2 separate regions of the Sus scrofa genome follow, and region 1 is linked to region 2. Evidence: chromatin contacts called from public Hi-C data. All regions are on one chromosome and are shown on one strand. The core of a region is the stretch at or near the end of the contact, and the rest is flanking DNA. Distances in the headings are between cores, read along the strand shown. Region 1 overlaps LARP4 (la-related protein 4). Region 2 overlaps LIMA1 (LIM domain and actin binding 1).

The links. A called contact is a pair of places that touch in the nucleus more often than the background predicts.
Region 1: a contact with region 2 is called in a Hi-C map of subcutaneous adipose tissue, with 1.8 times the contacts expected there. The contact joins two enhancer-like sites. A contact is called at or near these places in 1 of 5 promoter capture datasets (liver), 5 of 47 Hi-C or Micro-C datasets (embryonic fibroblasts, liver and subcutaneous adipose tissue) and 1 of 2 datasets of contacts at active chromatin or transcription factors (alveolar macrophages).

Annotation. Positions count from the first base shown.
Region 1 is chr5:16,203,453-16,208,345 of Sscrofa11.1, reverse strand. All of the region lies in intron 1 of LARP4 (la-related protein 4), which reads right to left. Among named protein-coding and RNA genes, the nearest start is that of LARP4, 29 kb to the right of the region's middle. Within about 2 kb of position 3,490, at least 6 of the 83 cell types and tissues checked have an H3K27ac peak or open chromatin away from gene starts, as enhancers often do. A contact at or near this core is called in subcutaneous adipose tissue, where this site is marked.
Region 2 is chr5:16,076,019-16,081,024 of Sscrofa11.1, reverse strand. It overlaps LIMA1 (LIM domain and actin binding 1), which reads left to right. Exons shown (of 11, transcript NM_001114676.1): 10 at 1,670-1,803; 11 at 4,228-5,006. Among named protein-coding and RNA genes, the nearest start is that of CERS5, 8.4 kb to the right of the region's middle. Within about 2 kb of position 1,379, at least 7 of the 83 cell types and tissues checked have an H3K27ac peak or open chromatin away from gene starts, as enhancers often do. A contact at or near this core is called in subcutaneous adipose tissue, where this site is marked.

The sequences.
Region 1 (4,893 bases), core at 2,241-4,740, 130 kb before region 2:
AAAAAAAAAAAAAGAAAAAAGTTTTCAGTGTGATCAACATCTGGGATAATTATGCTCATGAGTCTTTTCTGAGGACAAACTACAAGCAACTAAGAAAGGACTTAGAAAACTTCAGCAAAGATACTAGTGGTGTGCACAGAATATATTTACTTATATATGACTAAAACAAAAGTGGGAATAAGAATAGTAAATAAGGAGTTCCCATCGTGGCGCAGTGGTTAACGAATCCGACTAGGAACCATGAGGTTGCGGGTTCGGTCCCTGCGCTTGCTCAGTGGGTTAACGATCCGGCGTTGCCGTGAGCTGTGGTGTAGGTTGCAGACGCGGCTCGGATCCCACATTGCTGTGGCTCTGGCGTAGGCTGGAGACTACAGCTCCGATTCAACCCCTGGCCTGGGAACCTCCATATGCCGCAGGAGCGGCCCAAGAAATAGCAACAACAACAACAACAAAACAAGACAAAAACGACAAAAGACAAAAAACAAAAAAACAAAAAAACAAAAAAAAAAACCGTGAGGGAGAGAAAGAAAAAAGTAGAATAATCTCACTGATTGTCTAACAGGTTAAATGTGGGAGTTAAAGAATGTCATTTAAAGTCAACAGTTGGGGAGTTCCCATTGTGGCTCAGCGGGTTAAATACCCAACAAGGATCCATGAGGATGTAGGTTCAGGGTTCAATCCTTGGCCCTGCTCAGTGGGTTAAGGATCAGGCATTGCTGTGAGCTGTGGTATAGGTCACAGACATGGCTCGGATCCTGCTTGCTGTGGCTGTGGTGTAGGCCAGCAACTGCTGCTCCGATTTGACCCCTAGCCTGGGAAATTCCATATGCCACAGGTGTGGCCCTAAAAAGCAAAAATAAATAAATTAATTAAATAAATAAAGTGAACAGCTGGCAGTTCCTGCTGCAGCCCAGTGGGTTAAGACTATGATTTCCATATGCTTCAGGTGCAGACATAAAAAGAAATAAACAAAAATAAACAATGAATATTATAAACCAAAACTTAATTGGTTTGATGACAAGAATAATATTAAGGAAAATAATGCTGGAGTTCCCATCGTGGTGCAGTGGAAACGAATCTGACTAGGAACATGAGGTTGCGGTTTCGATCCCTGGCCTTGCTCAGTAGGTTAAGGATCTAGAGTTGCCGTGAGCTGTGGTGTAGGTCATGGATGAGGCTCAGATCTGGTGTTGCTGTGGCTGTGGTGTAGGCCAGCGGCTACAGCTCTGATTAGACCCCTAGCCTGGGAACCTCCATATGCTGCAGGTGTGCCCCTCAAAAGACAGACAAAAAAAAGAAAAAGAATGCTAGGATTCCCGTCGTGGCTCAGTGGTTAACGAATCCGACTAGGAACATGAGGTTGTGGGGTCGATCCCTAGCCCTGCTCACTGGGTTAAGGATCCGGCGTAGCCGTGAGCTGTGGTGTAGGTCGCAGATGTGGCTCGGATCCCATGTTGCTGTGGCTCTGGTGTTGGTTGGCGGCTACAGCTCCGATCTCCAATTAGACCCCTAGCCTGGGAACCTTCATATGCCACAGGACTGGCCCTAGAAAAGGCAAAAAGACGAAAAAAAAAAAAAAGAAAAAGAAAAAAGAAAGAAAGAAAAATAATGCTATTAACCAAAATTGGATGGTGCACGGCACAGAGATGAGAGAAGAAGGTGGTTTCAAGTTCGTTCATTACTGCTCCAGGCAGGAAACTAATAGTCAATTCATAAAGAAAAAGAGGACCAAGGTATTATATGACTACTGGTATAAAGGGAATCATTAGAGCAAAAAATAAAAATTTTCCTAAATATCAAGGGAAATACACACAAATAAAAAAAGAGCAAGGAAACAACACTGTTTTCTGGAAGACCATGGATTATTTTGCATTTATAAAGATGGAATAATTGACATCAGAAATAGCAGTTGTGTGTATGTGTATAGGTGAGAAAGAAAGAGACTTAAGTCACTTAAAAGAAAAGATTTTCCGATTGACTCACAAAATAGAACCTAATTCTGGGCTCTCTATAAAAGAGCCTAAAAGAAAAACAGAAAGGTACTGGTAAATGCAAATTCTAAAAAGCAAGGATTATACTCAATATCAGACATGGTAACATTCAAGCAAAAAAGCATTAAGTGAGACAAAGACGGGCATTTCATGGTGCTAAAAGCTACAATTCACTATGAAGATATAATAGTAATGAATAACTATACAATAAATAATAGAGCAACAACTCTTGTAAAGCAGTAACTATATGGCAAGTTTGGAGAAATAGAAAAATGCTAACAATGATGTTAATGCCTATCTCTCAGTCTAAGATAGTCCAAAGAAATATTAACAAAAAAGTAAGAATTTAGGAGAACTAAAAACATTGGTGGTCGGCTTATCTATGGCATAAAAAGGTTTTCAAATCTTTTACTACAAAATATTACATGCTGGTATGTCAGTTATAACAAATTACCTCCAGAATTTAGTGGCTGAAAACACATATTATCTCACAGTTTCTGTGGGTCAGGAGTTCAGACGTTGTTTAGCTATCTGATTCTGGCTCCAAGTCCCTCATGAGGTAGCAGTCAAGATGTTGGCAGGGGCTACAGTCATCTGAAGGCCTGACTAGGACTGAAGGAACTGTTTTCGAATCGGCTTAACTCACATAGTTGTTGGCCGAGGCCATAGGGATCTCTCCTTAGAGCCTCTCGAATATCCTTATGACATGGTAGTTGGTTTCTCCCTGAACCAATGATCCAAGAGAGACAGAAAGGATGAAGCCATAATGCCATTTTATGACCTAGTCTCAAAAGTGCCACACTGTCATTTCTGCCACATTCTATTCATTAGAAACAAGTGCCCAAGTACTATCCATGTTCAAGGGGAGAGGCCCAACCTTTTGAAAGGAGGAATATCAAAGAACTTACGAGTTATGTTTTCAAACCACCACAGATGGTGTACCAAAAGAAAAATTTGGATTGTTTTTCTACCAAAATAAAAATTGATTTTTGAATATATAATGTGCTATCAGTGCCTAGATAACAGAAGTGTCTTTTTTTTTTTTGCTTTTTAGGGCCACACCTGCGGCATATGGAGGTTCCCAGGCTAGGGGTTGAATTGGAGCTGTAGCTGCCAGCCTATGCCACAGCCACAGCAATGCAGGATACGAGCCACATCTATGACCTACACCACAGCTCATGGCAACATCGGATCCTTAACCCAGTGAGCGAGGCCAGGGATCGAATCTGCAACCTCATGGTTCCCAGATGGATTCGTTTCCACTGCGCCACAATGGGAACTCCCAGAAGTGTCTTAAATCATAAAAATATGCTACACAAGAGCCGGTTAATTTTTGAGTTTTATGTTCACGTAGTCATTCAATTGGCACAGGAAAGAAAAAAAAAGGAAAATTAAAAGGTTACCAGCAAGAAAAACACAGAAACTATGTTTGGTCAGTGTGACTCATTAATGGGAATGCTCCAACATTATTTGACTTATCTGGAAGACAAAGACCTTTTAAGGATAGTGCAATTTAAGATTTTGGAGTTGGTCCTGCTTGAGTTTAAAGGGCAAGAGCCTTAAGCAGGGGACAAAATGAGAGGATAAGTACAAACTCTTTCTTGTATGTAAGTGGTGATTATCTCCAACTAGGATAAAAGCTACTCATGAAGGACCGTATCTTTTCTTCCTTTCTTTTCTTTCTAGCTTACCTGTTCAACAAATGAACTACCTAACAGAAATCAAGATAAAGAAATATGGTCAGTGTTAAAGTACTAATTTATAATTACAAGAGTGCTGAAACTAAAGCCCTAGCTTCTAATTCTGCTAGGTAAATGAGCTAATTGAAGTTCATGGTTCTAATTCATTTTCTATTTTAAAATTCTGATTTACCAAAGATCTTATCAATGTCTAATACTTAAAAAAACACAATCAGTCAAGAAACCCTAGAATTCAGCTATCATGAACTTCCATCACCTTTTAATGATTGGAATAAATAGTTTGCTTTCCAGATGAGGTCAAGTCTCATAAGACAATAGCCTGGATGAGATTGCTGACCTTTTCTCACTCCTTGGGGAAGCATCATTGCATATTTATTCCAACATGCTTTTTTTTTTTTTTTTTTTTTTTTGTCTTTTTGCCTTTTCTAGGGCCACTCCCGTGGTATGTGGAGGTTCCCAGGCTAAGGGTCTAATCGGAGCTGTAGCCATTGGCCTACACCAGAGCCACAGCAACGCCAGATCCGAGCCGTGTCTGTGACCTATACCACAGCTCACGGCAACACTGGATCGTTAACCCACTGAGCAAGGGCAGGGACCAACCCGAAACCTCATGGTTCCTAGTCGGACTCGTTAACCACTGTGCCACGATGGGAACTCCCCAACATGCTTTAATCATTTAATATTCCACACAATCTTCTTATCCAATGGACTTTTTCTGGGGTATTCCTTCAAGGTTAGGATCTGGAAAACGTTAATAATGTTTCTGACCATTACATTAAATAAAACTTTCAGTTCCTTTTACTCCACTTTTCTCAGTTTATTTACAAAGGTAGACTATTTTAAGACCAATTTAAGACATATGAGGAATTCCCTGGTGGCTCAATGGGTTAAGGATCCGATGTTGTAACTGCTGTGGCTTGGGTCGCTGCTGTGGCACACATTGGATCCCTGGCCCAGGAAACTGTGCATGCTGTGGGCCCAGCCAAAAAAAAGGGACATATATGATACTAGAGAATAACATGTCTGAGGTCTGCTACACACAGAATATGATCTTAGGTAAGTCATCTAATCTCACTTTGCTTCAATTTCCAATTGCTAAAGTGACAATAGTAATAGCCAATTTATATCATCAGGTTACTTTCCACAAAAAAGAAACTCATCACTCATGAACTTGGAGAACAGACTTGTGGTTGCCAAGGGGG
Region 2 (5,006 bases), core at 130-2,629:
GTTGGTCAACGAGGTTGTGGCTGTGGTCTCTGATTCTTTAAGTTTTCCTTTTTGCCTCTAACCCTAGAAAGGGAGTGGCTGCTGTTAACACTTAGCCCTCCTCCTTCATTCCTTTGGTGCTATTTGGTAGTTTACCACTAATTTTCTTTTTTCTTTTTTATGGCCACACCCACAACATATGAAAATTCTGGGGCCAGGGATTGAATCCAAGCCACAGCTGTGACCTGAACTGCAGTTTTACCTATGGCAGATGCTTGAACCCACTGCACTGGGCTGGGGATGGAACCTGTGCCTCTTCAGCAACCCAAGCTGCTGCAGATTCTTAACCCACTGTGCTACAGTGGAAACTCCCCCCTAATTTTTATTAAACTCTCTTGTATAGATCTTTCCCCTTTACTTCCATTTTATGCCCATTTCTACTCTCATTTCCTGTCTGAATCTACTTGGAAAACTATTCCCGTTTTCTGCTTTACCTCTTAGTGAATCGTGGGGCACGTGAACCAGCTGTCTGAATTTTTTGTGAGTCTGTTTTTGGATTTTTTAATCAAAATTTTATCTTGCCCATAACCTGTTTTCCTTGAGCCTTATCTTAACCATTTAAGCCCTGGGCCTTAGGACTAATTTGTATTACTTACCACCACACTGGTCATGGTGGCCAAGAGGCCACCAAGGGACCTCAGAGAGCTTCCTGGCCACCTTAACTAAGCTGCCCTGCATTTACTGGCTGAGGTGTTTCTCTTGGGACTCGTCACAGATTGCATACACTAGGGACTTCTTCCTCTCATCCCTAGTGGTTTTGTAACCATTTCTCATTGTGTAAAAATGTTTGGCTTTGGAATTCTGCTTCCGTCAGCGCTAGAAGGCAAACTACTTTGTGTGGTTTAGGATTGAGTTTATCTGCAACAGCTGTGCTCACCCCGCTCCTATTCCATACTTTACAAACAGTTCATAAATTCCCTATTATGACTTCCCACCCTCATTACGTTAGTTTTATTCTCCATTGATTTTTTTTTTTTTTAAAGACTACAGAACCTATAGCTTTCTTGGGACATGTTTTCTTTTGGAGTCAATGCAAGAGTTTGTGTCTCTTCTCAAATGTTCCATTGATCTGTCCGTTTTGATTTATTTAAAAATATTGGATGGAGCAAGTCAAGATTATAAGCATGGGAACTAAGAGATACTTTATCAAAGTGTCTTTTCCTAATTCCCAAAGCCAAATGCCCTTTCTCTCCTTGAAATGTATCCCCTTCAGAATCTGTTCTTTAAACAGTCTATCCTGCTTTTATCTGGCACTTAAACAATCAGATTTCTTTCTTCTGTGTGTGCTGACCTTTTCTCCTAATTTCCTGTCTGTGGAGTCATTTTGTGTGTACATGTGTGTGCGCGGTGGTTTGTCTAAGCCTTTCTCTGCAGCCCAGCCCAGTTCCACCCTTCCTTAGTGGCTGCTACACTTAGGGCAGCCAGACAAACTGGGTAAGGACATCAGGAGCCTTTTGGCTTTCAAGGGTCAACTGATAGGATTGGAGCAGGCTTAGTGTTCCTCTGAGAATTGTCAGACCAGGTAAGGGAGCCCCTAGATAGCTAGGAAATCCAAGGGTCCATCTCTGCTAGCAGAGTCCTCACGCATCGCTGCCTATACCAGCTAAAGTTGTCCTCTTCCTTTTCCTAGAAGTTTCAGGCACCTGCCAGAGAGACCTGCGTGGAATGTCAGAAAACAGTCTACCCGATGGAGCGTCTCTTGGCCAACCAGCAGGTGTTTCACATCAGCTGCTTCCGTTGTTCCTATTGCAACAACAAACTCAGGTGAGCCAGACCAAAATAAGCTGTCCCTCTGTATGGATGGGCCTCTGGAGGGAGTCTTTGGCTTTTAGAACGCTGGTACTAAAATCTGTGGTGCTAAGAGGGTGTGCTGTGGAAAGCCTTTGAAAAAAGGAGAAAGTACCATTGAGTGACAAGCATTTTATATCAAATGATAGTGGTGTTTGGAACTTCCGGTACATTGACATGTTAATTTATATATGAGGACTGAAGCTTAAATAGTGTTGGTTACAGGTAAACCCCCCTGTGACCTAATTCAGTAGAATGTTTGGCCTTGGTATCATAGAATCATCAAGTTCAGAAATCTCAAGAGGATACTTTCTCGAAGCCCTTTAAATGATCCTCAGCACCGTATAAATGGTTAAAGAGCAATAACAGAGCCTGAAGAGCATATATTTTTTTCTGTATATTGCCTCATTTTATTTCTGAAAAAATGACTATGTATCATTTCCTTCCAAGTAAGTCAAAGTATGGATATACATGTGGCAAACGGGAAATATTCCATATGAACTCATTTTAATCACAGACTCTTAGAGGAGGAAGTGAAGTAACCGATGTCCCTTCCTCCAGCCCTCCTTCCAGAGCAAGCATCCTTTCCAGCACACTGTTGAAAGATGTTCTGGCATCCGTGTGGCACTTCTTCGGGGGTTGATACCCCACAGCAGCCTGTTCCAGCAGTTAGCGCTGAGCCAAAATGTGCCTCTGTAACTTCCACTCAATGGTTCTTTTTGTGCCCACTGTAATTTTTTTCTCCAGAGCACATTTTATAAATGTTTGAATTGTTATATTTGCTCTGTGGAAATGCTGTTGCTTTTATACTCTCCTTTAAAGGTTGTTACCCTGCAAGAGATACCAGATGTCCTACCAACTTGTCCAGCACCGACATTGGGATACACCGACTGGTTACTGTTCTCTGTTCTCCTGTTAACCATAGCTTTCCTTTATTCAGTCATCAGCATCCATTTGTAGAGCATTATACACATTCCTGTGAAAACATGAAAACATCCTTCCTTCCAACTCCTATAAAAACATCCTTTTCAATTGTAACACAAATGGGAAACTAGGAGGGAAAAGATTCAACTTTTAACAAAGGAATATTATTAAAAGTAATGATAGGAGTTCCTGCTGTGGTGCAGTGGACTAAGAATCGGACTGCAGTGCAGTTCCCATTGTGGTTCAGTGGTTGTAAACCTGACTTCTATCCATGAGGATGCATGTTTGATCCCTGGCCTCGCTCAGTGGATTAAAGGATCAGGGGTTGCTGTGAGGTGTGGCACAGGTTGCAGATGTGGCTCGGATCTGGTGTTGCTGTGGCATAGGCCGGCAGCTACAGCTCTGATTTGACCCCTAGCCCGGGAACTTCCATACGCTGAAGGTTCAGCTCTAAAAAGGAAAAAAAAAAAAAAATCAGAATGCAATGGCTCAGGTCATTGAAGAGGTGTGAATTCAATCCCTGGCCCTGGGCAGTGGGTCAAAGGATCCAGCATAGGTAAAGCTGAGACATTGGTTGCAGTTGCAGCTCAGATTCAGTCCCTGCCTGGCCCAGGAACTTCCATATGCTGCAGGTGCAGCCATAAAACAAATAAAAGTAATTATAGTTTGTTTTTGTTTTTGTTTTGTTTTTTTGGTCTTTTTAGGGCTCTACCTGCACCACATGGAGGCTCCCAGGCTAGGGGTCGAATTGGAGCTATAGCTGCCGGCCTACACCACAGCCCCAGCAACGCCAGATCCAAGCCAAGTCTGCAACCAACACCACAGCTCACGGTAACGCTGGATCCTTAACCCACTGAGCGAGGCCAGGGATCAAATCCTCATCCTCATGGATGCTAGTCAGGTTCATTACCGCTGAGCCACGATGAGAACTCCAAAAGTAATTATAGGTTATAAATACTTAGGAAATACAAGATTGATCAGAGCTAGGTGGGATTCCCTAAGGAAGACTTCCTGGAAGAAGTAAATTTTTTTAACAGTTTTGACAGAAGGGAGTGAGTGAAATCATTTGAAAAGTGAGCATGCAGCAGGTTAAAGATCCAACGTTGTCACTGTATCAGCTCGGGGTCACTGCTGTGGCATGGGTTCTGTCCCTAGCCCAGGAACTTCTGCATGCTGCGAGCACAGCCCAAAGAAAGAAAGAAAAAGGAAGCGGGAGCATGTACCAGGTGGAAGAATATCTGGTGAAGGTTTAGGCCTGGAAGTAAAGCTAGCATGTTTTTTTTTTATAAGGATAATAAAAGAAATGTGTTTAAAAGAAGGAAGAGATTCCTAGGTGACTGATGTGCTTTTAAAGAGATTTTTCTCACTTCGTGTCTTCTGAAAATATTGGAATTGCCAGGTTTCAGCCTTCTGGTGTAAATAAGAGTATACAGATTTGTTCATTTTATGCTCTTTTTTTTTTTTTTTTAACAACAGTCTAGGAACATATGCTTCTTTACATGGGAGAATCTATTGCAAGCCTCACTTCAATCAACTCTTTAAATCTAAAGGCAACTATGACGAAGGCTTTGGACACAGACCACACAAGGATCTGTGGGCAAGCAAACTGGAAAATGAAGAGACGTTGGAGAGACCAGCCCAGCTTCCAAATGCAGCGGAGATCCCTCAGAGCCCGGGGGTAGAAGACGCCCCCATTGCTAAGGTGGGTGTGCTGACTGCAAGTATGGAAGCCAAGGCCTCCTCCCAGCTGGAGAAAGAAGACAAGCCAGCTGAAACCAAGAAGCTGAGGATCGCCTGGCCGCCCCCGACTGAGCTTAGCAGTTCAGGGAGTGCTTTGGAGGAAGGCATCAAAGTTTCTAAGCCGAAGTGGCCTCCTGAGGATGAAGTCAGCAAGCCTGAAGCTCCCGAGGATGTAGATCTGGATCTGAAGAAGCTAAGAAGATCTTCCTCACTGAAGGAGCGAAGCCGCCCATTCACTGTAGCAGCTTCATTTCGAACCGCTTCAGTCAAGAGCCCCAAACCCTTGTCCCCACCTATGAGGAAAGGCTGGAGCCTGTCAGAGCAGAGTGAGGAGTTCGGAGGAGATGTAGCAGCAGAAAGGAAACAGATGGAAAAGGCCAGTGCCTCCGAGAAGAATGGGAGTGTGGGAAAAACGACCTGGCCAAGCAAGGAATCTAGAGGAGGGGAGGCAGCGGGGAGGAGTAAGGAAGTTCAGGATTTTGAGATAGGGAGTGAAAATCTGATAGAAAATGGTG